Linked DNA regions of Sus scrofa: region 2 is linked to region 1. The links are chromatin contacts, called in public targeted proximity ligation maps. All regions are on one chromosome and are shown on one strand. The core of a region is the stretch at or near the end of the contact, and the rest is flanking DNA. Distances in the headings are between cores, read along the strand shown.

The links.
Region 2: a contact with region 1 is called in a targeted proximity ligation map of skeletal muscle. A contact is called at or near these places in 2 of 47 Hi-C or Micro-C datasets (fetal skeletal muscle and retroperitoneal adipose tissue) and 2 of 2 datasets of targeted methods (alveolar macrophages and skeletal muscle).

The regions. Positions count from the first base shown.
Region 1 is chr3:93,527,518-93,530,900 of Sscrofa11.1, reverse strand. The region is part of intron 8 of TTC7A (tetratricopeptide repeat protein 7A); the gene reads left to right. Among named protein-coding and RNA genes, the nearest start is that of TTC7A, 63 kb to the left of the region's middle.
Region 2 is chr3:93,262,743-93,265,954 of Sscrofa11.1, reverse strand. No RefSeq gene overlaps it. Among named protein-coding and RNA genes, the nearest start is that of EPCAM, 79 kb to the right of the region's middle.

The sequences.
Region 1 (3,383 bases), core at 316-2,815:
GGCGCTGGAGATACGATGACAAACAGCTAAATCATAGCCCTTGTCCCAGATGTCCCCCCACCTAGTGGAGTGTGTGTGTGTCTAGGGACATGGAGGAACTCTTGGTCCCCAACTCAGAAGGAAATATTTCAACCTGATGAAACCCACATGCGTAGTTTCATTTTCAAAAGAACCGTGTATCAAAATCAGCCTGATTTTCTCAGTTGGGTAGCCAGGAGGTACAGGATTCTGCCATTTCTAATTTTTCTTTTCTTTTTTTTTTTTTTTTTTGTCTTTTAGGGCCGCACCTGCAGCATATCCAAGTCCCAGGCTAGGAGTCAAATCAGGGTTGCAGCTGCTGGCCTGTGCCACAGCCACAGCAACGCCGGATCTGAGCCACATCTGTGACCTACATCACAGCTCACAGCAACACTGGATCATTAACCCCCTTAGAGAGGCCAGGGATCAAACCTGTGTCCTCATGAATGCTAATCAGATTCGTTTGCACTGAGCCATGACAGGAACTCCTTATTTTTTAAATTTATTTTTATTCTTCATTTTATGACCATAGTGTGCTGGGCTTGATGTGGGGTCTTAGGTCCCAGACCAGGGATTGAACCTGGGCCACAGTGGTGAAAGCACCTGATCATAACCACTAGACCACTGGGGAACTCCTATCTGAAATCTTGATCTAAGGCATAAAAAATAGGTGCTACAACAAACTGAATCCTTGGGGCCTTGTTTCATTAGCCAGAGGAGAAGTTAGTGCTGGTGCTTGGCAACTGAAAGGACACCAAGGCTCAGCTCGAGTGAGGCTGGGTGGGTGGTGAGCCTCTGGGCCTTGGCATCCTGCAGATTAACAGACTGACCTCCAAGGCCAAGGGCAGGCATCCAGTGATTTGAATCTTGACTTGGCCATTCACAACCTGTCTAGCCTGGGCACGTTCCTTACCTCCCTGATCCTCAGCTTTCTCATCGGTAAAATGGAGCAAATAGGGTCTCTCCTGAATCAGGTCTCTCTTGCAGTGATGGGGTGGCTGGCATAAGGAAATGAATGTGAAAATGCCTGGTACATTGTGGATGTTCAGTGCGTATTCATTTCATCCTGTTAAATACTTGGTTCTGACTCAGTCATTTTATTTGTCTTTTGTCTTTTTAGGATTGCATCTGCGGCACATGGAGGTTCCCAGGCCAGGGGTCTAATTGGAGCTACAGCTGCCGGCCTACACCACAACCACAGCAACACCAGATCCAAGCCGCGTCTGCGACCTACACCATAGCTCATGGCAACGCCAGATCCTTAGCCCACTGAATGAGGCCAGGGACCAAACCTCATTCCTAGTCGGATTTGTTTCCGCTGCGCCACGACAGGAACTCCATGACTCAGTCATTTTAGAAAACATTTGGGTTCAGGTCTGGTTGGGAGGAAAATTGGTTTGAGGATGCCATTTGATTTAAAAAAAAAAAAAAAAAAAAAAAAAGCTTCCTGGGCTTGATTCCATTTGGGACTTGGCGGATGAGCACAGGTTGTTCTAGCTTCTGGCACCCGGTTTGCTCTAACATGAGGCCCTGCTGTGCTGCAAAGGAAAAGGGTCAGTTAGCGCTGCCAGCTCAGGTCACTGGGGACAGTAGAGGTGGGAGAGCCTTGTGCCCTCACTGGTGGGATGATTTCTGCTTCAGGAGCCCAAGGCACAGGGGAGCAGGGCCTGGCATGGGGCTGGCCAGGGACCCTGGGAGGGTGGGACACATCACAGCATGTTATTTCTTGGCTCTGTAGACTGGCAGCTGGAGATCTGGTGATAATTATGTCTGCTGGTGGGGGACAAGTGACAGCACGGGCAGGCTCTGACAGCATCCTCCAGGGAGGGGCAAGCCCCATGCCAGATGCCGCCAGGAGGCTTCTTCCTGGGGTGATGGTTGTTGGGGGGTGAGTGGCAGACCCTGAGGCTGGTTCTTGACCAGATCAGAGGCAGTCTCCAAGGACAGGGCTGAGCAGAGCCCTGGACACATGTCCAAGGGGCTTGTTCTCCGCAGAGAAGCAGCATCTGGTGCCTGAATGAGAAAGCCCAGCCTTATGTTTTGCTTTGGTGCTTCCCTAGGCAGAGCCATCCCAGGCCTCTGGTGGCATGAACGGAGGCACTTAGAGGCAAGGGAAGAGCCAGAGTGAAGTCAGAATGTCTGTGTTCTAGTCAGGGTCCTGAACCCCCTGTTTGTATGCCTCAGGGAGCCTCCCTGGTCTGTCTGGGCCTCGGTTTTCTCATCTATAAAATCGGACAATAGAACAGGAGCTGGTCGTTGTATTATGAGATACCACTTAGAAAGTGCTCCGCAAGTTGGTTCCCTCCTCCTACCCTGTTTGTTTGCAGGATCAGAGAGGAGAGACGAGGCTGGGCAAAGTGAAGGTCAGTGCCGTCCAGGGCCCTGCAGCCAGCGTTGTCAGAAATGGGGCTGGCAGAGGAGGCCCAGGAGGCTGCAGGTACTCAGGGCAGCGGAAGCTGCCCTGGACTGGCCGCCGGAGGGTTCAGTCTTAATTCCTGGGGACCTTGCACAAGTGTGTTCATCCCCTGGGGCTCGGTTTCCCCATCTGCAAAAGGGGCATCCGTGATTTCATCCCGCCCCTCTGTGGGGTTACTGTGAGGCCAGACGAGATGCCGGCCGTGGTAACTCAGCTCCTAAAACGCATGGCACACGCATAAGGAATGGCTATTTGAGCCAGAACCACCCTGCCTGAGGAGTTTCACATGGGCTGGCCGGCTTTAGGGAATGGAGGTGTTCCTTGTGGGTGTTTTCTCGAGGCCCCATGTTTGCTTCATGGATGGAGAGGCCCAAAGACAATGGGTCATGCTGAATCGTGGGGGGATGAGGTGGAGCATGTTTGGCTTTTCTTTGGCTTTTCCTTTCCTGGCTGGCCAGAGGCCTGGGGCAAATGTCCCTCAGTATGGGGAGGCTGCCCCTGGGAGGACAGCAGAGAGCCCAAGACTAGGGACAGGGACAGCTGCTGAGCCCTGCTTGGGATTAAGTGCACCCCCAGTGGTAGGAGTGGGGGGTTTTGCAGGGGAAAGTGTAGGACGACAACCTGCCCTCCTTCCAAGGCGAGTCAGGAGTCTGGTGTTAAGAACATGTAGTGTCTGTGTAATTTATGTCTGTCACTGCACTTGATCTGGAAGATTTCCTTGTGAAGACACTGCAGTGGTGGAAGAGAAAGAGTGTGGCTGAGACTGGTTCAAGGCAGGCTGCTGATGGGGCTAGAGGTATTAAGCAGCCTAAGCGGGGTGAGCCCAGCAGAGGAGGGAGGGGCACAGCCAGGGCGCCCTGGGCAGGGGCTTGAAGCCCCCAGAGAGACTGAAGGCTGCTCTGGCTCCTGAGCTGCACATGAATTCCTACCGCGTGGACGGCCCCCTTGC
Region 2 (3,212 bases), core at 270-2,769, 260 kb after region 1:
AAAGTTTACAATTTAGTGGGAGAGAAAGGATAGGTACATAACTACTATATGACAAAGCACCACAGATAACTGGTATCAAAAAAGGGCCAAGGAGTGTATCCTATATAGGAGGACAGAGCTGAGAAAACTTACTCTGGGCTGAAAAAGTGAGGGACTGCTTCGTGAACGAAAGGAATAGAGTTTGAGGCAGGACCCTGAAGGAAGAGAAAGATTTGGAGGCAATGGAAATGGTGTTGCCATAGGGGCAAAGGGGAAGGGCCACTCCTAAGAGGAAAACCAGGTCAAGTTAGGTTCAGAAAAACATGAGTAGATTTAGTGTAGCTGGAGAGCAGATTCAAGCAGAAGCGCATACATGCATCCTAAGTATGTTGTGTGGCAAGACTGTAGAAGCTTTGAATTCAAGAGGAGAAGAAATTTGGATCAGAGGCTAGTGAGGGTATTTGAGCAGCAAAGGGAGGTGAAATGAATGCTGTGAGGTGTGGAAAGATAGTCTTGGGGAGACAGACAGGTAAGGAACAAGGTAAGTGGTCAATCTTGCTGAGAGGTCATGTGCCAGCCCAGAGCCAGCCAGAGCCAAGTCTTGGGCAGAGAGACTGACTTTCCATTTCTTTCTTTCTTTCTTTCTTTTTTTCTTTTTTTTTTTTTTTTTACAGAATAAAATACATATATTTAAACAATTACATTCACACTGATTATTATATCATGGATCTTAAGAAACATATTAAGTGACTCCCTATGGAGAAGTGGAATGGAAAATATGCTGAGACAAATAGGAAATTTATTCTATACTTTATCCCATTTTGTATGGCTTTCATGTTTATTATTTAGTATTATCTATTACATTTCAATTTTTCTTTAAAAATTAGCATTATATTAAAATTGTGTGTATTATGCAACTAAAATTTATAAAGAAGAAAGCCTTATATACCATTAAATATTTTATATAGCATAATAAAAATAACTGGTAAGAATAACAAAATCCATTTCTTTCTTTTTCATTCATTCAAATATTGACTGGTCCCAACCAGGCCCCGCACAGACAAACAGGTAAAGAGAACAGACACCTTCCCTCCTTTCCCAGGCCCAGGACACTACTCTTGGCTCAAGCGCCCAGCCCCAAGATTTGGGGCCAAGCGGGTCAAGGGCGAGGACCGGGTGTGGGGGGAAGTTGGCTCTGATCTGTCACCTGCAGCTTCTTTCCACAAAACCTCTACTCCCAGGCCCAAGTCCTCCGGTCACAGCCTAGCCAGACCTCCGCGCCCGCGCCGGCCACACCTGGAAAAGAAGGAATTGCGGGAAAAGGGGGTTGGCCTATGGAGGGGGTGGTACAACCGGAAACAGGGCTGGGCGGCGGGGGAAGGGAGCAGAGGATGGCTGAAGGATGGCCTGGGAAGGCGCTTCCCTAGGACGCCTGCACACGCCCAGAGGCTGGGCGAGCGCTTGGGCGGTGGGGCTGTGGGCTATGGGGAGCGGAATCGACCACGAGGGAGGAGGGGGAGGCCAGACTCCGGCGCGCCGAGCGGGTCCTATGCGCCCCCTGCCGAGCGCCGGCCTCCGCTGCACGCGCGGCCGCCGCCCCTGCGTGCGGGGACCCGGACCCCGCGGGCGGCTGGCACACCCCGGGAACCTCGCCGCCCGCTCAGGCCTCTCTCCGCGTGTCTGCAGTCTCTGCGCTCCTTCCTGGAAAAAGAAGGTGGGAAGCGGAGCCTTTTTTGTCATAGAAATAGAGGCGCTCCCGGAAGTGCCCTAGCCTAAAGAATGTTAGGAGCTGGCCTTACCAGGTGCTTGAAATTCTACCGTTAGAGATTCCATTCTTTGGAGGGGTGGAGTGCTGACATCCGCAACTTTTATTGGATAGTTTAACGCTGAGGATTTACCAGATATGCCTGGGGAGGGTCTTGGAAGGAGGAGGTAGTCAAAGTCGTTGATTCCTTGTCTCAGCCAAGCTTTTTATTAGTGCTCATTTGCCAGGGCCATCCTGAAGGTGACTCAGAGCCAGCAGTCGTATTGCGGCAGTGCTGGGACTGTGAAAGGCTAGTTTCTCCTGCCATGCTTTGCCTTTTATTAATCGCTGGATAGTTGAGGCCCCCTCCTCCAGGAAGTCTGCCTTGACTTTTAGGGGTATATATGGTTACAGGCAAAGTTGGTATCTTTCAGTTGAGCAGGCCACCTTCTTGGTTTATTTCCCATGAGTTCTGTCTGGTTTCTCCAGGCTCATTCAATGATTAGGGCCAGAAAACCCTCATCAGCTGTGGCACTTCTCTAAAGGAGAAGAAGAATATAATCTAAAGAGAACAAACGAGCCGATTTCCTGACCAATCAAGGATAAGCTCATGCTGTCCTCAAGGACCATTTGCATCTGGTCCCATGTTACATATGGCCTTCATGAGCATCCACCATGGACAGTCTGTTTTCCAGAGAGTAGCCAGGAGTCCCATAAGATCATGAATGCTCATAAATTTAAGTTAGATGGTCTCTCTTCTCAAATCCTTGCAATAGCTCCCCATCTCCCTTGGGGTAAAAACTGAAGCTTCCATCCTGGCTTGAAGGTTCAAGGTGCTCTGGGCCCCGCTGCTTACTAATTTCTTTCTTTCTTTCTTTCTTTCTTTCTTTCTTTCTTTCTTTCTTTCTTTCTTTCTTTCTTTCTTTCTTTCTTTCTTTTGCTTTTCGGGGCCACACCTGTGACATATATGTGTGTGTGTATATATGTATATATATATAATTTTTTTTTTGCTTACTAATTTCTCAGAGCTCCTCTCCTAACAGCTCTTCCCCTCACTTGCCACTACGGCCATATTGGCCTCTTTGCTGCTGTCCCTTAAACTCATCAGACACACTCTCACCCTTTTTGACACTTGCCTATTCACCCTGCATTTTGACACTTGGCTATTTCCTCTCCCTGGAATGCTGGTTCCCCAGATTGCTACGTGACCCACTCCCTCACCTCCTGCAGGTCTCTCTTTGTTTATTTATTTATTTATTTGTCTTTTTGCCATTTCTTGGGCTGCTCCGGTGGCATATGGAGGTTCCCAGGCTAGGGGTCGAATCGGAGCTGCAGCCACCGGCCTACACCAGAGCCACAGCAACACGGGATCCGAGCTGCATCTGCGACCCACACCTCAGCTCACAGCAGCGCCAGATCCTTAACCCACTGAGCAAGGCCAGGGATCGAACCCGCAACCTCATGGTTCCTATTCAGATTCGTTAACCAC